Linked DNA regions of Mus musculus: regions 1, 2, 3, 4, 5 and 6 are each linked to region 7. The links are chromatin contacts, called in public HiCAR-type and promoter capture Hi-C maps. All regions are on one chromosome and are shown on one strand. Each heading gives the region's core, a stretch centred on a gene start, on an enhancer-like site or on the middle of the called end of the contact. The rest is flanking DNA. Distances are from core to core; before and after follow the strand shown.

Evidence for each region. Promoter capture Hi-C pulls out the DNA fragments that hold promoters and counts their contacts. HiCAR-type assays count read pairs that join an accessible place to other places. Capture Hi-C pulls out chosen DNA fragments and counts their contacts.
Region 1: a promoter capture Hi-C map of pre-B cells shows a contact between it and region 7, with 6 times the contacts expected there. The contact joins the promoter of Prss41 here to the promoter of Zfp160 in region 7. A contact is called at or near these places in 2 of 39 promoter capture datasets (hippocampal neurons and pre-B cells).
Region 2: a contact with region 7 is called in a HiCAR-type map of astrocytes, with 4 times the contacts expected there. The contact joins the promoter of Zfp213 here to the promoter of Zfp160 in region 7. A contact is called at or near these places in 4 of 39 promoter capture datasets (cranial neural crest, hippocampal neurons, liver and 1 more) and 1 of 115 datasets of contacts at active chromatin or transcription factors (astrocytes).
Region 3: a promoter capture Hi-C map of hippocampal neurons shows a contact between it and region 7, with 6 times the contacts expected there. The contact joins the promoter of Paqr4 here to the promoter of Zfp160 in region 7.
Region 4: a promoter capture Hi-C map of hippocampal neurons shows a contact between it and region 7, with 21 times the contacts expected there. The contact joins the promoter of Zfp40 here to the promoter of Zfp160 in region 7. A contact is called at or near these places in 2 of 39 promoter capture datasets (hippocampal neurons and pre-B cells), 1 of 115 datasets of contacts at active chromatin or transcription factors (astrocytes) and 1 of 9 other capture datasets (adipose tissue).
Region 5: a contact with region 7 is called in a promoter capture Hi-C map of liver, with 3 times the contacts expected there. The contact joins the promoter of Hcfc1r1 here to the promoter of Zfp160 in region 7. A contact is called at or near these places in 3 of 39 promoter capture datasets (hippocampal neurons, liver and pre-B cells) and 1 of 9 other capture datasets (liver).
Region 6: a promoter capture Hi-C map of liver shows a contact between it and region 7, with 6 times the contacts expected there. The contact joins the promoter of Zscan10 here to the promoter of Zfp160 in region 7. A contact is called at or near these places in 6 of 39 promoter capture datasets (the 3T3-L1 cell line, cranial neural crest, hippocampal neurons and 2 more).

Annotation. Positions count from the first base shown.
Region 1 is chr17:23,842,802-23,845,609 of GRCm38.p6, forward strand. Prss41 (protease, serine 41) reads right to left here and starts at 1,355. Exons shown (of 7, transcript NM_027644.1): 1 at 1,276-1,355; 2 at 1,156-1,182; 3 at 1,038-1,070; 4 at 641-809. The coding sequence starts at 1,336.
Region 2 is chr17:23,562,899-23,565,598 of GRCm38.p6, forward strand. It overlaps Zfp213 (zinc finger protein 213), which reads right to left and starts at 1,328. Exons shown (of 6, transcript NM_001033496.3): 1 at 1,071-1,328. 6330415G19Rik (RIKEN cDNA 6330415G19 gene) reads left to right here. Exons shown (of 2, transcript NR_126484.1): 2 at 872-2,396.
Region 3 is chr17:23,738,907-23,741,606 of GRCm38.p6, forward strand. It overlaps Paqr4 (progestin and adipoQ receptor family member IV), which reads right to left and starts at 1,424. Exons shown (of 3, transcript NM_023824.3): 1 at 954-1,424. The coding sequence starts at 1,119. Kremen2 (kringle containing transmembrane protein 2) reads right to left here. Exons shown (of 10, transcript NM_028416.2): 10 at 2,293-2,700.
Region 4 is chr17:23,191,779-23,194,510 of GRCm38.p6, forward strand. It overlaps Zfp40 (zinc finger protein 40), which reads right to left and starts at 1,450. Exons shown (of 6, transcript NM_009555.2): 1 at 1,297-1,450; 2 at 1-24.
Region 5 is chr17:23,672,191-23,675,115 of GRCm38.p6, forward strand. Hcfc1r1 (host cell factor C1 regulator 1 (XPO1-dependent)) reads left to right here and starts at 1,418. Exons shown (of 3, transcript NM_181821.2): 1 at 1,418-1,878; 2 at 2,345-2,485; 3 at 2,694-2,925. The coding sequence starts at 1,793. The coding sequence ends at 2,829. Thoc6 (THO complex 6) reads right to left here and starts at 1,687. Exons shown (of 13, transcript NM_001008425.2): 1 at 1,324-1,687. The coding sequence starts at 1,362.
Region 6 is chr17:23,599,269-23,602,164 of GRCm38.p6, forward strand. Zscan10 (zinc finger and SCAN domain containing 10) reads left to right here and starts at 1,558. Exons shown (of 7, transcript NM_001289481.1): 1 at 1,558-1,691. It also overlaps a transcript of Zfp13 not described here.
Region 7 is chr17:21,007,534-21,010,355 of GRCm38.p6, forward strand. It overlaps Zfp160 (zinc finger protein 160), which reads left to right and starts at 1,408. Exons shown (of 5, transcript NM_145483.2): 1 at 1,408-1,453.

The DNA of each region.
Region 1 (2,808 bases), core at 105-2,604, 2.8 Mb after region 7:
TAGACCAGGCTGACCTCAAACTCAGAAATTCGCCTGCCTCTGCCTCCCAAGAGCTGGGATTAAAGGCGTGCGCCACCACTGCCTGGTTGGTCTGGTCACTTCTTAAGGGCCTCTCTGAATAGAATTCATATCTGGTATGGGGTTGGGGATGTAACTCAATAGACAGTTTGCTTATCATGAGTGAATCCCTGGGTTTGACCCCCCTCCCCCCCCGAATTGTATAGACTCAGGCATGGAGGTGCACGTTTGTAATCCTAGCATGCCAAGAGGTAGAGGCCAGAGGATCAGAAGTTCAAAGTCATCTTCTGTTAAGTAAAAAGTTCAAGGCACCTCAAAACCAACCAACCAATCAACCAACCAACCAACCAACCAACCAACCAACCAACCAACCAACCAACCTTGGGAACCTCCAAGGGAAGGTGGAATGAGACCTGCGCCTTCCTAATTCGATATGGTAGGGGGCAGTGAGCATAGATGAATAGACCCGAAACAGCATGGGAATGTTTGAATAAAACATCCTGGAAGAATTAGAGTGGCGCCCCCTGCAGGGCCAATGGTAAGGTTTTTGGATTGTAAGCAGCGCTTGGAGCTCAGGATATCAGGAGGCTGTCCCACCCCGCTCCTACCATCCCACACTCACTTTCTAAAGCAGTGTGCAGCAGTGAGCACCCAGCGGCGGCTGAGAAGGCTCCCTCCGCAGCGGTGGGACTTCTTCAAGCGCAGGCTGGCCTGCCACGGCCAGCGCCCTTGCATGGATTCTATCCCGCCCACTATCCGGGACCGAGTGTCATTCCGGCGGCCACAGGGCACTGGGACAGACAAATAAGACACATGGCTGAGCAGCCTAGGAAGGCCCATAGCATCCCTAGGGTACACGTGTATGGGAGGAACTGGGGAGAACCACGCAACCGTACACCCCCCCCCCTTCCTCCAGTATCCTGGGGTTTTGTTGAAGAGGCAGGAGATCAGGAGATGGCGCAGAAACCCTTCACACGTGGTTCACAGACACCCAGCCCTCCACAGAGCCCATCAGTCACTTGAGAGAAGCTTGATGTCTGTGCTCTTGAGATCTGTGGGGGAGGAGTGGAAAAGATGAGGCGACTTCTTTATGCCTGGCCTCGGTAGGTGTTTCTCACAGGGACCACGGTTCCTCACCTGCCGCCTGGCTTTCTTCACGTGACCCTGGGTGGAGATAAGGTGAGCCTCGCGCGGACCTCCGAGTTTCCCATACTCCCCCATGACCCCCAGTCTGGTGAATGAATCTCCTTAGCTCACCAGGCTTCCCCAGCATCACGCACAGCAGCAGCAGCAGCAGCACTGGGCCCTGTATACCCATGGCGGCCTCTCTGAAGTCGGGTGCCCAGCTTTAACGTCCTGCCGCTACAGGCTTAGTGGCGCCCTCTAGGGGACAGGTCAGGGAGTAGGAGCTTTGCTCGGCCACCGTTTCCCGGCTTGACTCCAGAGCGGTCAATTGATGAACCACAGTCATCTTTTTCTTGTCAGAGCCCAGGATTTGGATGTCTTCTCTCTTGTGTACTGACAGCTTTCTGTAGGACCAAGGCCCTGGCCCTCAGCCCGCACTCCTAGGAAAAGCTCATGAGCAGGCCTTAGGGTATGCTGCCTTGTGTTATGTGTGATAGCCTTTTGCTGGATGCACTGAACAAAGGCTGGCCCTATTTGAGGACAGACAGAGCTTAGAGCCCTATAATCTACCTGCTACCATTGCAATGAGCCCTACACACTGTATGGGGATCACCAGACACTCTTACCCTTTGTACAGGAACATGTCAGGGCCTATATAACCATACTGGCTCATCAGTTATTAGCTTTGAATTCACAGCCAGTTGGGTATCCATACCAAAACCCTCTGCCTCCACGACTGATTAGAAGTTCTTATGGAACTCAGAGAATGTAATATGTTCATGGTCAAAGTTTATACAGTAAAGGACACCTATCAAAATCAGACACATGCTTCTAGATTACCTCACCAGCCCAGACTAATGGACAACACTTAGTTCTCTCAGTAAGGACCTTTGTCTCACAGGAAGTTAGCCCAGCACTGAGCAACAACCTGGCCACGAGCACCAGAAGGACCTATTGAGAAGGCTCAGTGGTAAGATGCTTGCTTAACTGCACCAGGGTCCTGGTTTTGGCCTCTATCAATCATTGTATAACTGTGATAGCTAATTTCAGCCCTTAGCTTGGCAGAATCTGGGAAGTCTCGTGGGAAGGCAGTCTCAGTGAGGGACATTCTCTCTATCAGCTTGGCCTGCATGCAGGCCTGTGAGGATGTTCTTAGTTGGACTAACTGAACTGAGAAGACATATTGTCATAGTTTGCTCTGTTGCTGTGATAAATCATGACCAAAAGTAACCTGGTGGATCTTTATGAGTTCATGGCCAGCCTGGTCTACATAATAAGTTCTGGGGCTGTGTAGAGACCTGGCTGGCCTTAAATTCATAAAGATCCACTTACCTCTGGGCTTAAAAGTGTGTACCACCACATGCCAGGCGTGGTGGCACACACCTTTAATCCCAGCACTTGGGAGGCAGAGGCAGGTGGATTTCTGAGTTCAAGGCCAGCCTGGTCTACAAAGTGAGTTCCAGGACAGCCAGGTCTACAGAGAAACCTGTCTCGAAAAACAAAACAAACAAACAAAAAAAGTGTGTACCACCATGCATGGTCTTAATTAATTATTTGTTTATTTATTATTTGTGTTTTTTGTTTGTTTTAAGATTTTCTTTTTTTTACCCTGATATAACTGTCTCTTGTGAGACTACGCCAGGCCCTAGCAAACACAGAAGTGGA
Region 2 (2,700 bases), core at 78-2,577, 2.6 Mb after region 7:
TAAGTATGTTTTTAAGTAGACATACTTCAGTTGTAAAATTTCACTGGGCACAGCAGCGCATGCATAGTGGTACATGTCTAATCCAAGAACTGTAGGGACCAAGGCAGGAGTGGCCAGAGTTAGAATCAGTCTGAGCTATAGAGTAACAATGTCTTTTAAAAATTATAATTATCGTGTTTAATTATAAATGTAGTCTTAAGTCCCTCTACTGATGGGCCATACTGTTATTTTTCTCAAATTTGAAAACTCACAAATTTATGGGGCTGGATAGATGGCTCAGTGGTTAAGAGTATGTCTTTGTCTTGTCAAGGCCCCAGACTCAATTTCCAGCATCCACATAGAGGCTCACAACCATCTGTAATTCCAGTTCTGAGGTATCTGACAGCCTCTGTTGGCCCTTCTTGAACACTACATACATGTGGTACACTTACATACATGAAAGCCAACACTTAAGACATATAAAAATCTTTGTTTTTTGTTTTTTTTTTAATAAAAAGCTTACAAATTCCAGAAACACCTTACTCCAATTAAGGGGCAGATGGGTAGGAGGCCTCATGAACACCATTTATTCACAACTATATATGAATGTATGGCAAGTATTTGTATTTTATGTTGTTATTACTTCACATACTCTCATACGTGTGACTTGAATTTTTCTCTTTTATTTCAACAGTCTAATTAGCATGAACATCATAAATTAAAGAACGGGAGGGAAGTGTTAATATAACAATGTTTCTTTTTGATTCACTGACAATCTGATATATGACGGTGACATATTTTTTTACTGAAAATAGTTATCTCCAGAATCTACAAGCACGGGATGTGTGTTTTACATAAATGAGATCTTATGAGCAAACCATTTTTCACCTAGCAACGTTTCTTCGAAAGTGAACCTATACGCTTCCGTGGCACGGGGTACTTCAGTTTCTCAACCAACCCAAGTGATGCATACGGGCGGTTTCCATTTCTTCTCCACTACCACAAGCACTTCGTTTACGCTTCTCTTCTCGAGCCTTCTGCCTTATCCTCCAGTGACCGAGGAGGTGTCCTCAGGGAGGGCCCGGACTCACCAGGGTCGCTCGGCAGGACGTGGGAAATGGGGACGGTCCCCAGCAGCCTGGTGAGGGTGGCCGGGCTCCGCGTGGCAGACCCGGAGAACCCGGAGGCGCCGGCAGCCCGCGCTGCTCCCAGGAACTTGTCCTCTCCCGCAGGCGCCTCGAGCGCCGAATCCGCAGGATCCGGTCTGCGCAACGCGCCGGTCCCGCCCCCAGGACACACCGCCCAGAGCCGCGCGGGAGCTCGGCGCTTCCCCAGCAGCGCCCGGGGCAGGAAGCTCGCGCGGGGGGCGCTGGGAAACCAGCTGGCGCATGCGCGGGGATAAGCATTTGGCGCTTGTACTATCCAGAATGTCGGAGATGGGCAGCCAATGAACAGGGAGGATTCTCACGACTAAGCCGATCTGACACCCTGGAGCTAGAGATTTGGAAGAAGTCTCATTTTCGCTTTCTGGGTCGCACTATACCTAAGTCGGATGCTTGGGAGGTCTCGGGGCTTCCTGGAAAGTGCAGTCTAATTCGAGCGGAGCCTCCATCATGGTCAGTACCTCCTGCCCTCCTATCAGCAGCTACATCTGTACTGAGCTGAGGAACAGGAGTCCTGATGCCTAGGGACACTGAACAGGAGGCCCACCTCTGCCCGGGCATGTGTTAAGCATTACTGTAGTTTGTTAAAGTCACTATTGGTGTTAATGGTAAATTACCTTTATATTGTAAACATACTTTCCTATAAAATAGACAAAACCAGAACGGGGCAATTTGACTCTGTGTGGCAACTGTCGGACTCTCCCTTGTTTCCCTTGCTGCCTTGAGCAAAAGAACTGTTAGTCAAACAGCCAGCCGGACTGACCTCATGCCAGCACCAGCTATCTGAAACACTCAATGGACACCTTTCGAGAACTACACATTGATCAAAGCTGATTGTCCCTGCAGCTTCAGGCAGGGCTGTTTTGAGACAGGCTTCAGTTCTTGCTGCCACAAGCCTCTGGATTCTAGATACCCTGAAACCATGTCCACGTAGACTACAGAGGGTACATTTCCTTCTGTAATTGATTGCTAAAAGGCAAGGTTGTAGTTGTCTAAACCCTGCTTCGCAGGATGCCTCCTGAATGCACATCAGGCTGCGAGATTCTTGTACTGTACTGTCTTTCCTGATGTTGCTGTATCAGACCAGGTGATACAGTGGAGTAGTGAAGGCTGTATTTCACGTCATGCACCCCAGATCTACTTATCTCTCTGGCCTCATATCCTTCCTTGCCTTTGCAACCTCCCCACCCCTGAAATAAAACACACAATCAACAAAGAAAGAAAACATCTCACTGCCGTGGAAGCTGTAGTATATCACAGTGTCCTGTGTTTTTTTTCTTTTAAAAACTTTTTATGATATAAGTATTTCACCTGCATGTGTGCATATGTACAGCATTCATCCCTGGTGCCTCTGGAGGTCAGAAGAGGGCATTAGATCCCCTCGAGTTACAGAGGGTTGTGACATCACCATGTAGGTGATGGAAGACAAACTCTGGTTGTCTTTTGTGTAAGCCTAAAGTACATGTGTGGGGGGTAATAAGTATGCATACATATTCAAGTTGCATATCCTCCTATCCCACGCCGATATCTGGTTACTTATGACTAAAGGAGGCTCTGT
Region 3 (2,700 bases), core at 174-2,673, 2.7 Mb after region 7:
ACACAGGAGGCCAGACCAGGTCTGTCTTGTCTGTCTGTCTGTCCGTCCTGCAGAAATCTGGAGAAGCATGACCTCAGCCTGAGTTCTGATTAGGACAGGAGGGACATACCAGCCTCAGGGTTACTTAACATTGTCAAATGTCCAGGCAGATGGAGGCTTTGGGTCTTTTTGTTTTCCATAAAGAAAGCCAGGAAAGGCCAGAATGAGGGGAAAGGACTGGAAGAAGCCTATCCTGTCTCCACTGGGGCGCTTTCAGCTCTGTTCTTTCCAGTGCTGGCCTTTCTTGGACATTCCTCCCTTCCCCACAACCAGTTGGCATTGCCTTAATAGAGGACAAATGCAGGCATCAGCCCCACTCTTGGTGGGGGTCTGACTAGACAATAGCGCTCTTCCTCTAGAGAAAAGCCCAAGTCTAAACCTAGCTGGCTCTAGTTCCCTCTCCCAGCTGGGGCGGCTCAAGGACAGGCCAGGGCTGTGTCAGCAGAGCTCTAGGGGCCCGCAAGAAGTGTGTTGGGGGGCGGGGTGGGGGAAAGCGGAGCCCCACGGTACTGCTATGGTCGTGGGGACTCAAGGCTATCGCGAGGAAGGGCTTGGGTCAGGCAGGGGCAGTCTTCTCTCCAATTCCTCCTAGCCAGTGAACGCCCATCTCCAGGATGAGCGCTGGAGGGGGAGGGTGCCCAAGGCGCAGGATTATCAAGGGGATACCAGGATTCTTACCCCTAGAGCTCAGCCGGATTAAGCTGGCTCTCACTCTGCTCCCCTGTCCTGCTTTGGGGCACTACTGGGAAAGCAGGAGCTGGCAACGAAGCTTGGGACAATGGCAGCTTTGTCACCGCGGCGCCTGACCCAACCAGAGCAGGGACAGTCCAGGACTTGAGCTTGGGGGGCTGCTGTGCTCACAGGCAAGGCGGCCGCGAGTGCAAGAAGCGTGAATCGGGGCGCGGCTCACCTACCGTGTGTGTAGATGTTGCCCAGCTCGTTGTGTAGGTAGAAAAGGCTGCGCAGACAGCCCGAGCCGCTGCTGGCCGGCCGGTAGCCGGTTAATACGAACTTATTGAACTGCAGGTGCGGCGGCGAGCTAGCCCAGTCCAGGAGACGAGGCCCGGTCAGGAATGCCATGGCCTCACGCACTGCGGCCGACCGGCGACCCTCTGCGCCTGGGCTTCCTTCTCAGTGGAGCTGCAGCGCTGGGAAGCTCATCCCGATTCACCTCCGGCTATCCGGTGGCCCTGCCCGGGTCAGCAAGGAGGTCCCGGCCCCCTTCCCTCACGCGCTGCGCACGCGCGAGTTCGACGCCCCCGCAAGGGAGAGAAAGCTGGCAACCCCAGGTCGGAGCTCAGTGCATTCAGCTCCACCGTAGCAGAGCGGCGGAGGGAGAGCTCCGGTTGGCCGCAACGGCAGCCAGGCGTCTCGCCGCAGCCCGGAGGACGGGCGCGGCCGGACGCCGGAGGGGACAGCAGGCTCCACCCCGGCTCCTCGCCCCCGCCACCCTGCCTGTGTTTCGCGCGCTGGATTCCTGACGTTCTTGTTGCAGGGACCAATGGGCTCTGCGGACGGAGATGCTCCGCCCCGAGACCGCCCATGCCTTCTCTTTTTAACATATGCGGTTCCAGCCTTCTTTGCGTGGAGTGGCTGTTGGCTTGCGACGCGAGTTTCTGTGTCGGGCTCCTCCACTGGAGTGGCCTAGCACCTTGGGTCTACCAACATTATCACACCCCAGCTTTCTTAATGACCTTCAGGTTGCCGCACCTTTGGGCACCTACCTCAAGCACATAACCCGGCTACCCAGCTCTAAACCCACAGTCAGACTCTGTCCAAGGTGCTGCTGGCTAAGCGCCCCACCACCACCCCCCACACCCCCCAGAAGAGTCCTGAGCAGCGCAGGCGCTTACCCACTTTGGAGGCATATTTCCATTGGCGGGGAACCCAAGCGTCTAAGATGTGTGGTGCACCTGGAACCCTTAGCGAGGCCCAGCCCTTCCGGCCAGGCTGCTTCGAGCTTGGGTTCCACCCAATTCACTCCCTTTTATCGCCCACAAAGCACACCCTTAGCCCTGCCCAGTACAGGCAAGGAACGGGCAAAGGCAGGAGACCAGGGAAGCAAGGTCGGTTCTCTTCTACTCTGGCAGGGACAAGGAAGGCGCTTCTTCCTCATAAAACTACCCAAGACCAACTTCCACATCCTCTCATAAGAAAGCTCACAGTGTGGACACCCAGCATCCCACCTGCAGCCCCCCTGCCCACACCCTTATCGACAGGTTCTTCCTCGCGCAAAGAACTTGCTAAAGCCTCTACCAAAATAGGCCTTTTATTTTAAGTCTATACTGAGTCTTTAGATCACTTTTGTTTTGTTTTTGTTTTTGTTTTGTTTTGTTTTTTGAGACAGGGTTTCTCTGTATAGCCTTGGCTGTCCTGGAACTCACTTTGTAGACCAGGCTGGCCAGAAATCCTCCTGCCTCTGCCTCCCGAGTGCTGGGACTAAAGGCATGCGCCACCACGCCCGGCTTTAGATCACTTTTGTTGGCCCCTAACCTTTCATCGAGGGCAGCAGTCCAGGACCATCCCCAAAAGAGGCGCAAAGAACCCTGAAACCAAACACCACCCATCACATCAAGGTCCATGAATTAGGGTGTTGGATTCCCTTTGTCCTTTGGCTTCAGTCATCTGGACCCCAAGGGTCAGGCCAAGTTCCCAAATAGC
Region 4 (2,732 bases), core at 200-2,699, 2.2 Mb after region 7:
CACAGCCTTGAAGATCAACAGATCCTTAAATAAAAAAGTAAAACAAACAGTGACAAAAAGCAGACAACAGTTTGGCCACATGTGCAAGGGCAGAGTGCTTTTTGTGAAACAAGGAGTCATTCATTACTCTGATTCCAGTGAGCGAATACAATTATTGAAACGATGCTTTCTAATTTTAGTTTTAATCTAAACTGAGTTTGCTGACTATAAAATCATGATTACACATTTCTGAATTGTGTATTTACACTCCAAATACTGTATTTATAGAGTGCTTACATCTCAAGACAGAAAATTAACAGGGAGTAAAATTTGCTTAGTAAACATTAATGTTTACAGCAGTAACTTTGGCATTTAATAAAGTACTGCTATGGGTAGCTGGCCAGAGATGACCACTCAAACAGTTTATAGCCCACTCAAAGTCTTTATTCCAGCCGGTTGAGACCACACCCAAGTGTTCAGGGACCTAAGTGTTTCTGTGAATGTCCAAAACATAGGGGTTTTAAGGGCAGGGACCTCATCCAGGCATCTTGCATAGCAGCTGCTGGGGCCATTCTGCAGAGTAAGTAGTTTGAAGCAAGCAGTTTTTAACAGTAGCTAAAATAGGAGGTTAGCCATCCTGATGGGAGGTTCCAGCACACCAGCAGCTAGGATCTAAGGTTGACTGGAAGAGGTTACTCAAAAACTTTAATCAATGGCTAAGTATGGTAGGTTAGCTAGGACATCCTGACCTAGAATAGAGTTGGGTCGTTTTTTTCATGGGATTCTCCATCAAGAAAATAATTTTTTAGTTAACCCTGGAAACGGTCTCAGCAGGAATACAACAAGATGGAGGAACCGCTACACTGTTTTGCTCTGTCACAGTGTATATTCTGATTCTATCAAATCTGCACTGGTTCTTCATGCGACTAGTATCTACAAAGCTTTCTGCTGTGCTTAGTCCCAGGGGCAAAGGACAATCTCTGAAATAGGCAAGTAGTAGAACACAGAAGTTAGAAAAAAGCATGCATGAATTTAAATTCCAGCAGCTTTGTAACTATTACAAAGCAATGAGAAGCCTGCTTGCAGACAACAGATGATGCAAATGCTCTAGCAGATTATTTTATGAAAATATTCTGGCCAGCATAAGATAAATGCAAAAATGACGATAAACCCCTGTTCATATGATTTCAATCTTCCCGACAATGGTAGGCTATCCATGGTTAAAAGATTATCTACTACAGAATTGTGAGAGCGGCTTCCTTTGAGCAGCCTCCACCCTTGCTCCCGCCCGTTTCCCAGCCCCGCGGCTCCTCTGACCTGGGCGTTCTATGGCTGCCGGGCTGAGGCTCAAGCTACAGCGCTGTTGACTAATGACTTTCTCAGGACTCCTCTCGCGGCACCTGTGGATGCCTGGAATTTTCACGCCCTCCTAGAGAAGCCCGTGTCCTCCACCCCGGATTCCGGACCTCGCAGCTTCCCCGGTCCCTCAGTGAATGGTGAATTTTTCTGTCACTCTGTGCAGGCTCCTTGGAGCACCGCCCTAGCTCCGCCCACCACACGCTGGTTCCGGTTACGTGAGGGTTTTTTTTTTTTTTTTTTTTTTTTTTGTAAGCCCACCCCTCCCAAGCTCTTCTCTTTCTTTCTTTCTTTCTTTCTTTCTTTCTTTCTTTCTTTCTTTCTTTCTTTCTTTCTTTCTTTCTTTCTTTCTTTCTTTCTTTCTTTCTTTCTTTCTTTCTTTCTTTCTTTCTTTCTTTCTTTCTTTCTTTCTTTCTTTCTTTCTTTCTTTCTTTTTTTCCAAGTCTATCCGATTGTTTTCGTTTTTAAAAACTTCCTCGCCTTCTGATCAGGCGAGTATCCCCGCTCCGCGGAGGCAGGTCCCTCCTAGTCAGTATTGGACAGCCTGTCACACAGCTCTAGCTGTCAGGCTGCGCTGCACACGCTCAGCACAGTCCCACCCACCCACCTACCAGGCTTGCTGACAGCTAGACCAGAACTGGATCTAGTCCGCTGCACCCAGGTCTGACCCAGACCGTGGCTTCTGAAGTCTTCAGATAGAAGTTATTCTGCCTAACTTTTCATCTTGAGATACTAGCCTTCTGGACTACAGCAAAAAGGAATCAGCCGACACCCTAAATTCTGACTTTTGTTCCGCTCCCAACATTATAGTAAACCTAAGGTTAAAATGCCCTTGACCTAAAACAGACAAACAAACAAACAAACAAACAAACAAAAAACCCAAAACAAAACAAAACAAAACAAAAAAAAACTATAGCTGTGTCCTTTAAGGAAAACACTGTAAGTGGTATCTTAAAGATACATAGCTCAAAAACCAAGAGTCAAATTCAAGGAGAACAAAGCAGGTTGAGCATGTAAATGAACTAAAAAAAGACAGGAACAAAATGATTTGTTGGGGGGAGGGGGCAGATAGCAAATGCTGATGGAAATGAGGACGACTTAAGATATGAAGATTGAATTCAATAAGTAGCTAGAAACATCGAAAAAGTCCAAACTGAAGTGAAGCAAGAAATCAAAACTGCAATGTCTAATAATAACTCAGAACAGGTAGGAGACAGAATATCAGGCTTGAAGACAAAGTACGGGAGCGGGATGTCTCAGTCAAAGGAAATGATGAATTAAAAGAAAATACACAAGTAGCACTGTTTAAAGGCAGAAGTGAAATTTAAACTGTGCATCCAACACTTATATGAAATAATTTAAATTTTAGACATTAACAACTCAATCTGGAGAGCTTT
Region 5 (2,925 bases), core at 168-2,667, 2.7 Mb after region 7:
CAAGTGCTGGGCCATTTCTCCACTCCCCTGTGATACCCTTTCTGGCCTCTAAGGGTACCATAGCACACATACAACATGTAAGCAAAACACTTACATACATAAAACAATGAGAAAACTTTACAAGGAAATAAGTAAGCCAAGTGTGGTGGCATGCCTTTAATCTGTTCCGACAATTGAGAGGAGGCAGTTAGGTAAATCTCTGAGTTCCTGGCCAGTTTGATGTACATATATGGGCAATGGTGACACATGCCTTTAATCCCAGCACTTGGGAGGCAGAAGCAGGCAGATCTCTGTAAATTTGAGGCCAAACTGGTCTACAGAGCAAGTTCCAGGACAGCCAAGGCCACACAGAGAAACCCTGTCTCAAAATGTGTGTGTGTGTGTGTGTGTGTGTGTGTGTGTGTGTGTGTACGAGCAAGCACAGTGGTTCTTGGGGCTGAGGGTAACTGCTCATGGTAGACCATGCTCTTTTCTTCCTTTTTAAGATTTACTTTACTGATTTTAATTATTTGTATTTTGTATAAGTGTGTGAGGGAAGTATATACAAGTACGTCCACAGGGGCCAGAGGATTGGCTCCCCTGTAGCTGGAATTAACAGGCAATTACAAGCTTTGGAACTTGAGTGCTGGCACCCAGCTCAGATCCTCCACTCTCTCTCCATACCCAAAAACCTATTCTTACTCAAAGCTCAGCGTTTGAGCACCAGCATTGTAGATATTGGGCTTTGCAGCACACCCAATAGCCTGGAGCACTCAGTGGAGGTGAAGGCAGGAAGAACAGAAGTTCAAGGACATTCTCCAGTATATAACAAAGTTCAAGACTTACGAGACTGTCTCACACCAGTAAGCAGTGGGCTGAGCTGTAACTAAATAATAGAGCACATTCTTATGAAGACCAAGACCCTGGGTTTAAAGGGGGAGGGGCACCTCATTTACAATTACGATGAACTTTTTTTTTTTTTTTTTGAGTCAGGGTCTAACTATATAGCATTGGATGACATGGAATTCACTAAGTAGCAGGCTGGTTTCTAACTCACAAGAGATATGTCTCCCTCTGCCTTCCCAGTGCTAGGATCGTAAATGTGCCACCACCTCCAACGGCGCAAATTTTTTTAAGTGGCTCTATTATCCCGCACAGGAAAATGTACCAACATCTAATCCTTCAGTCACTATTAGATCTCAAGGTTCCGGATCACTTTTCGTGGGCTCAGGGTACAAGTCCCACAAATCACCTATGAACACTGGGTATCCTGGAACACTCCAGGGGTAGATGTCAGAGCAAGACTACAAACCCCAGAAGGCACTGTGCATACACTCGACTCACCTGACCCAGAGGCACCGCGAGCGGTGCGGCATGCTCCATCTTGAGAACTACAAGTCCCAGAGGGCTCTACGTGTGACACAATCTCTCGACGCACGACACAACCTCTCGATTCCGGACGTGCCTGATGGTGGCTCTTCTCGTTACGCCCCAAGACCTAGCACTGCCTGTCGCCCAGCAACTAAGGCGGCAGGTCCGTGCTGTCTCGAACCACAGAAACCTAGGAGAACTACACGAAGCACCCTTATGCTAAAAAGCGCCCAGAACTATCCAGCCACGCCGGATCCCCTCCCCCACCGCGCCGACCTGTCCCGCCTTCTAACCTCTAACCTGATTCCTGTCTTCCGCGCCTGCGTAAAACGTCTCCAGTGCGCACGCCGGTAGGCCCGCCCCTCGCGCTGTACCACGCCCTCAAAGGCTCCGCCTCTGCTGCTTGAATCCCACCCCTCTATCTGCAGGACCCTGAGCCGTAATGATCCTGCAACAGCCCCTGGAGCGAGGTCCCCCAAGTCGGGACCCACGGGCCACCACTGGGGTAACTCGCGGCCTAAACGCCAGGTGTGTAATTGGTCCCTGAGTGGGCTGGACGAGCGGAGGGCAGGAGTTTTGGCTGGGGGATCCAGGGCTGGTCAGTAGGGGGATCCTGGAAAGTGGGGAGGCGATTCAGGAAACCGTGGTGCTTGAGCTTGTGTTGAAGCAGGGAAGCCAAGGTCAAGATTTCCAAGGTAACCTGTGTATAGCCTGGGAGAGGAAGGTGGCTTAGGCCACACAAGACAAGGCTGATTCTGGGAACCTGGTTTACCCTGTAGACTCAGGTGGACAGATCTTTGGGAAGGGGCAAAGAGAGTGGACTACACCTGGCGCTACTTCCCAGCTCCCTTCTCAGAGGAGCTGTGCCAGTGACCATGGAGAGCCCTGGAGAAGGAACTTCTAAGTGTAGGGGCGGATGGGGCTTCCAAGATTCACCTTTGGTCCTCATCAGTTTGCCTCCACTCTCAACATCCCTGCCTCTATTCTTCTCCAGTCTTTCCCCCAGGGAACCTTTGCACAAGCAGTTCCTGTCTGAGGAGAACATGGCCACCCATTTCTCCCGACTCAGCCTACATAATGACCACCCCTACTGCAGCCCCCCTGTGACTTTTCCCGAAGCCCTGCCACCACTCAGGTAGGCACCTCCCCTTGAGGGCCTTCTAGAGGATCACATTCGGTCCTCAGAGCCCCTCCTCACTCTCTGCCTCATCGTGCTATTTTTAGCTTCTAGCCAACTTGTGCTGTTTTCCATCTTTGGCTCCAGGCGACCTGGACCTGGTAGGAGGTGGCACTGCCAAGCCAGCCTTCTGCCCTGTTCTTTCAATCTTTTTTTCTTCTTTTAGGAGCCCTTGCCCAGAGCTGCTTCTCTGGCGCTATCCCGGGAGCCTGATTCCTGAAGCCCTCAGGCTGCTGAGGCTGGGGGATACCCCCAGTCCCTACTACCCTGCGTCCCCAGCTGGGGATATCGTGGAGCTCTGAGTATTGATGGCCTGTGTCCCTCCCTATCTTCTTTCTGACAACAAAGACCAGCAACTCCCAGAAAGGGATGAAGTCCTTCTGCAAACCTGGCCACCA
Region 6 (2,896 bases), core at 308-2,807, 2.6 Mb after region 7:
CCTAAGTCAAGCTGTCGCTCAGCCTTTTCCTGTGTCCTGCGTGCTAGGCGTTGGGCTCTGTGCTGAGGACATAGAGCGCAGTAAGAAAACTGGTGCCTACTGGGTGGTCCAGTGAGATCCACCCCACACAGTTAAAAATAAGCTGGATGCTGACCCTAGCAGGGAAACTTAGGAGCAGCCAGAGCAAGGCTGGGCCTAGTCACGACAGTCTGAGACATCAGGGCTTTGGGGGCGACCAGCGCCGAGTTTCCTTGACCCCGCGAGTGATGTAGTGCACTCTAGAACGGGGTGGACACTCCAGATAGCACCACTGATTCCCGGAAGGAATCCTCCTCTGTATTTGGGAGCATGTAACTAAGAAAGCCCATCAATGCAAAGGGGAGAGTTTGACTTTAAAGTGGGCTCCAAAGGGTTTGTGGAGGTAACTTCTCCTGAGAGGCGGGGCGAGGCGGAGGGCGCTGTTAGTAGGACAAAGCCACTAGCAGGATTCTGGTGGGGGAGACTTTTAAAAGCTATATGGACTGAGGAACACTCATCTTTATCACATCTTCTTGTCGGTGTATGTTTTAATTTTTTTCTCACTACATTTATTTATTTACTTATTTATAGGTTGGGTGGGGGCACATGTGGAAGTCAGAGGACTACTTGTGGAAGTCAGTGGCCCAGGTTTTTGTTTGTTTGTTTTGAGGCGGGATTTCATGTAGCCCAGTGACTTCAGACTTCATATTAGCTGAAAGAGGCCTGCCTCCATTTCCCAGATGCAGAGATTACAAGTGTGCACGATCATGCCCAATTTTATGATGTGTGCTTCCTGCTTGGCAGGAAAGCATTCTACCAACTGAGATGTATCCCTTTGGTTTTGAGTTTTTGAGACAAGTTCACTCTGTTACACCAAGCCCATCTGGAATTCAGGGCACTCTTCCAGCCTTAGCTGAACCTGGAAAAGATAGCACTGCAGGTGTAAACCATCACACCTGCCTTCTGTCCCCCTCCTTTTCTACTTTGAGACAAGGTCTCACCACGTAACTATAACCTGTAACTCAATATGTAGACCAGGCTGGTCTTGAACTAATAAGAGATCCACCTGCCTCTGCCTCCTGAGTGCTGGAATTAAAGGTGTTTTCCACTCTAATTGACCTATTTTATTTTCTTACAACTGCAGTCTCATCTGTTCCTTGGAATGCAACCCCCACACCCCAAATCCACCTGGGGCAGGGCCTCATTCCTCAGTTTAGCTCCATGTCCTTAGAGCCTGCTGTTTAATAAACATGTAGATAAATATTTGTTGTATGAATGAAAAGCCAAGCAAAGAGGCCTACACACAGCAAGCACGTAAAACAGAAGCTCTTGGCCCCAAAAGGGCATCAGTCTGTCTCCGCGTAGATGGAGAAGCTCTGGCTTAGAGTAACTTAACTCTTACAGAAGCTTGGCAAAGTTAGAATCTGGAGTCATCACTTTTCCCTTGGTTTGTTTCTGGCTCCTCCCTCTTCCTTACCCCACCCAGACTGGGAGGTGAAGGGTTAATTCCTGGAAGCCCCTTTATCCCCTTACCTGAAAGGGATGGGTCAGGCAGGGAACTTCCTGTTCCATTTCCCGGGATTCCTTTCCCAAACTAGGCTACGCTGCCTCTTACCCTGAATTCTCCCAAGGATCCCCAAACATCTCGGCCTCAGGCGTCGGTACCTGGAGTGGTGAGTTGGAGGGCTGGGGTGTAGGCTTACAGCACTGTGGAGAGTGAAGGGTGTTTCGGGGGACCTACTGGTAGGCTGAGAGCTAGAAAAGTCTTGGTTATAATGAGCGGGTAACTCGTGCTGGAGACTCCAAGGCCACACAGCATGATGCATTTGTGGCCTTGGAGACATGAGGGAGGGTCCCAGAAGTGACGATGCCATGCGTTCCTAGCACCAGAAGGGGATCTCTGCCTTAAAAAAAAAAAAAAAAAAAAAAAAAAAAACAAGTTAACAGAGTTGAGCAAGTTAGACTGCTAGCAGAGAAAGGGGGTTATTTCTTGCAGAGGACCACTCTAGCTCCCTAGTGTGTAGGTGGATTTTATAGCAGTACCTACATACAAATTTAGACCGGCCAGATTTCACTAAAGAGCTTTCTCGCCCCACACCCAGCCAACCCCCTACAGAGGTGCATATTAATAGGCCTTTTGTCCTGGAGACCTGGGGGAGGGACAGGCTTTCTAAGGCCTACTTGCCTGAATTCCATCTCTTGGAAACCTCTGGCAAGTCCTCACCTAGAAATTCCAGCTGCTGTGTGGTTAGGCGGGCCTTTGACCAGAATCTAGAATTCTCTCTTTCTTATCTATGCTGTCATACTCCAAGCTAATACTGGCAAAATTTCATGGGGTAGGACGCAAATAGTGGGTTCGGAACCCCATTTCCACTTTAGCAAGCAGTATTGCAGCACCGGGTGAAGCTGTGAGTAAATCACCTTGGACTCTCTGAACCTGTAGGATTAATAGGTTGATCTAGCAAGTGAGTCCGGGCGGGATGAAGTGAGCAGCAGGCAACTGACTGGGCTGCTAAACGCTTGGAACTCACGAGCATCTGCTGCAGAGTGGCCAGAGTGACTTCACTCTCTAATTGTTTTTATTTTTTTAAGGTTTATTTATTTTATATACAGAGGGTTTGTATGAATGTGCATCTGCGCACTATAAGAGGGAACTGGGTCCCACCAACAGTTGGGAGTTGCCATGTGAGTTCTGGGACTTGAAGTCTCATGAGCTCCGGAAAAGCAGCCACGCTCTGAGCCTGGAGCGCCTCCATATCATATTTCATATGCTTCTTCAGACAGCGAAATGCAATGCTGTTTCCTGTGTGTGTGAGCCAGAAATTAGGGCTCGATGTGCTGGCTGGGCACAGGCCCTGAAGATACTACTCCAACCCCT
Region 7 (2,822 bases), core at 158-2,657:
AGATAAAAGAATCCTTATGGAAATGGTTCACCTTCTAGTGGTTCTCAAGAGCAATACCATATTTTAAATATCTTTGTTTCCTCTTCTCTTTTTCTTACCTCTGCTTCAGATTTAGGGGGGCAACCTGCCCAAGGACATGGCATTTTGAAGGACATTTGCAGAGAGGATGTCCAGACTCTGAGCAACTGCTTTCAATAGGATGAATAGCAAATGACTTTCTACTAACATAATGCATATATTAAAATGTTCAGCAGGAAGTAGTAGGGATCATGAGACAGTAGTGTAGGGTGAAATGATTACTATTCATTATATATTTAAAAGTATGTATCTGAAAGTACTTTGCAATGGTGAAGTACCAGGGAAACTCAGTGCATCTCATTATTCTATACTGGTGATAGTTTGTTGAATTCTATGTGTACTTCCTTTGGAAATGTTTGATGAACTGTAGATATGCTACATGGTGGAAATGAGAAGAAATATTTTTCATTAGCCATTCCTCAAATTATTCCCGCTGACCTTTGACAGTTACATCTGCAGACTGCTGTCACAAACATCCTTTAGAACACATGTACTTGTATGCAAGAGTTTGTTTCTATTTAAAGTAGATACAGTAAGAACTTTCAATGAGAATGCCAAAATAGCTTATATGCTGTTTCAAACTTTCAAGCCAAAAAGCACTTAAAATATTTTTAAATTGTTATTTTTATTACAAAGAGAAAAGTTGGCACTTAAAAAAAGAATCGATCTTCAATGCCAATCGTTCATGACCTTTGTGAATGCAATTCTCTTTTGTAACAGAAAATATAACTTTTAAAATAGGTAATTGTTTTTATATATAAAACTCTTCGAATTAAAAATAAAATCAATGCTTGCTTATATTCACCATCGTCCCCGACTCTCCTACCTATGCATGGTTACTGATTGACAATGCTCAGGAGCCCTGCTCCTTAGAGCTAGGAACCTGTGGGAGAATAAGGAGGGACTGAGAACTGTGCACCAAGAACACAACCTACTCTGAATCCCCTTGTAGAGCCAGACCCATGCCCACTTGTACTTGAGCACTATCCTACTCTCCAATGCATCCCCACACTCCCTTCTAGTCCATTATTTGGTTTGACCCTCCACCCCCACCCCGCTGTTTTCCGAAACAGTTCTAAGCCCTCACCACGCCATTCTCAGCATTCAGGTCCTCTCTAGCCCATAAACATTTCTTTAAATACTGTCCCCTCCAAGCAACAGTTTCCTGTTCCAAGTCCCACTAGCACGCAGTGGCCAGCATGCCCTAAAATTTCCTTCTCAGAGCAGCTTCCTTTCTAGGTACCGCCCCTTGTTAGCGTCAATCACTTGTTCTCTGGTCCCGCCTTATTTTACCCCGGATCTGACCGCGAATGCTGAATGCACTCCTGCGCAGCGACCCGGAAGCGGTTTTGCTCTGCATAAATTTTGTAGCTGGGTGAGTTTTCCCAGATTCTTTAGGCCGGTTGCTGGCACTCAGAACCCGGACCTCTGCCCTGGAGTCCCCATCTTGTGTGCAAAGCTCCACTCGGTGACGCGGAGAGCTGCGAGACTGAGGAAGTAGGAACGTGGGAGAGAGAGATGGCAGCGGAGCCAGGGGAGGGGATGGAGCCAGGAAGGAGCGGGGGCACGGATTCAAAAGCTTCAGCGGTCGGGGAGGAGACATGACTATCGTTTGTGCGGGCAGTGCCAGGTGATGCGGTACTAGAGAGTGCCGCGGGTGACAGAATAGCAGAGGAGCAGCTTGCCGCGGCGCCTGGTGGAAAGGAAAAAGAAAGCAGGGTCTGGAGATGCTGGCAAGAGTGGAGAGGAGGGTGAGAGAACAGCTAAACTGCCATAATGTGTGACAGAAAGAAAAGCAGGCGATGGAAGCGAAAGGGAAAGTATCTGGGGAGAACTTCCAAGACCAAGTTCTCAGACCAAGTTCTCAGCACAAAGATTTATTTGTCTTAGAGGTACAGAAGGCCCGGATAAAGGTCAGAGACAGGAGATAGAGGAAGAAGGGGAAGGGAACAAAGAAGAGGGCAGAAAGGGGCAAGAGAGAGGGGTTAGGAGTATTTGTCCAGAAGTGGGACAAATGACTGTTTCTAGATAGAGAGGAGACAGATGTGACCCATAGGCAAATGGCGGCTTATAGAGGTAAAATGAGAATCCCCTTATTAGGACGAGGTGTTTAGCTGGCACATTAATTAGGTGAGCCAGAGGTGCCTTTCGGTTGCCAGACTTCAATGCTTTGATAGCTGGGCCTTCATAGTAAGTGTCAGGAGGAGGAATTGGCCAAATAAAGGAATAGACTTTGGGTGTAGCTTTAGGAATGTAATCTGAGAGTTTTTAGCAAGGCAGAGAGAGGAAAGGGGCAAGGCCTACCAGAGTCATGGTCACCATGCTGGAGCTGGCAAAGTCCCTTCAGAAAGTGTGAATAAGATAGTGCAGAATGAGGGAGGGGCAGGCTGGATAAAGCAGAAGTTGATGGAATAGTAAGGTTATTATTACTGAGCTTGTCTTTGTTGTTGAAATAAAAAAACCCTTAATTTTTGTTTGAATTTTAGTGGTATGGAAGAGAGTTGCAAAACTTGATCTGATGGGCATTAACTGGTATTGTGTTAGGCATGGTGGCACAGATCAGTAATGCCAGCATGTGGGAAGAAAGCTGGGGTAGGAAAATGGAGACTTTAAAGGTGGCGTGGAATACTAAGACAAATAACTAAGACACTTTCTCAATGAATAAATACTGTTGGTGTTTACTGATCCTTTATAGTCCTTATACAGCCAGAACTAATGTGAGATTTTTTAGACAGTGTCACCCT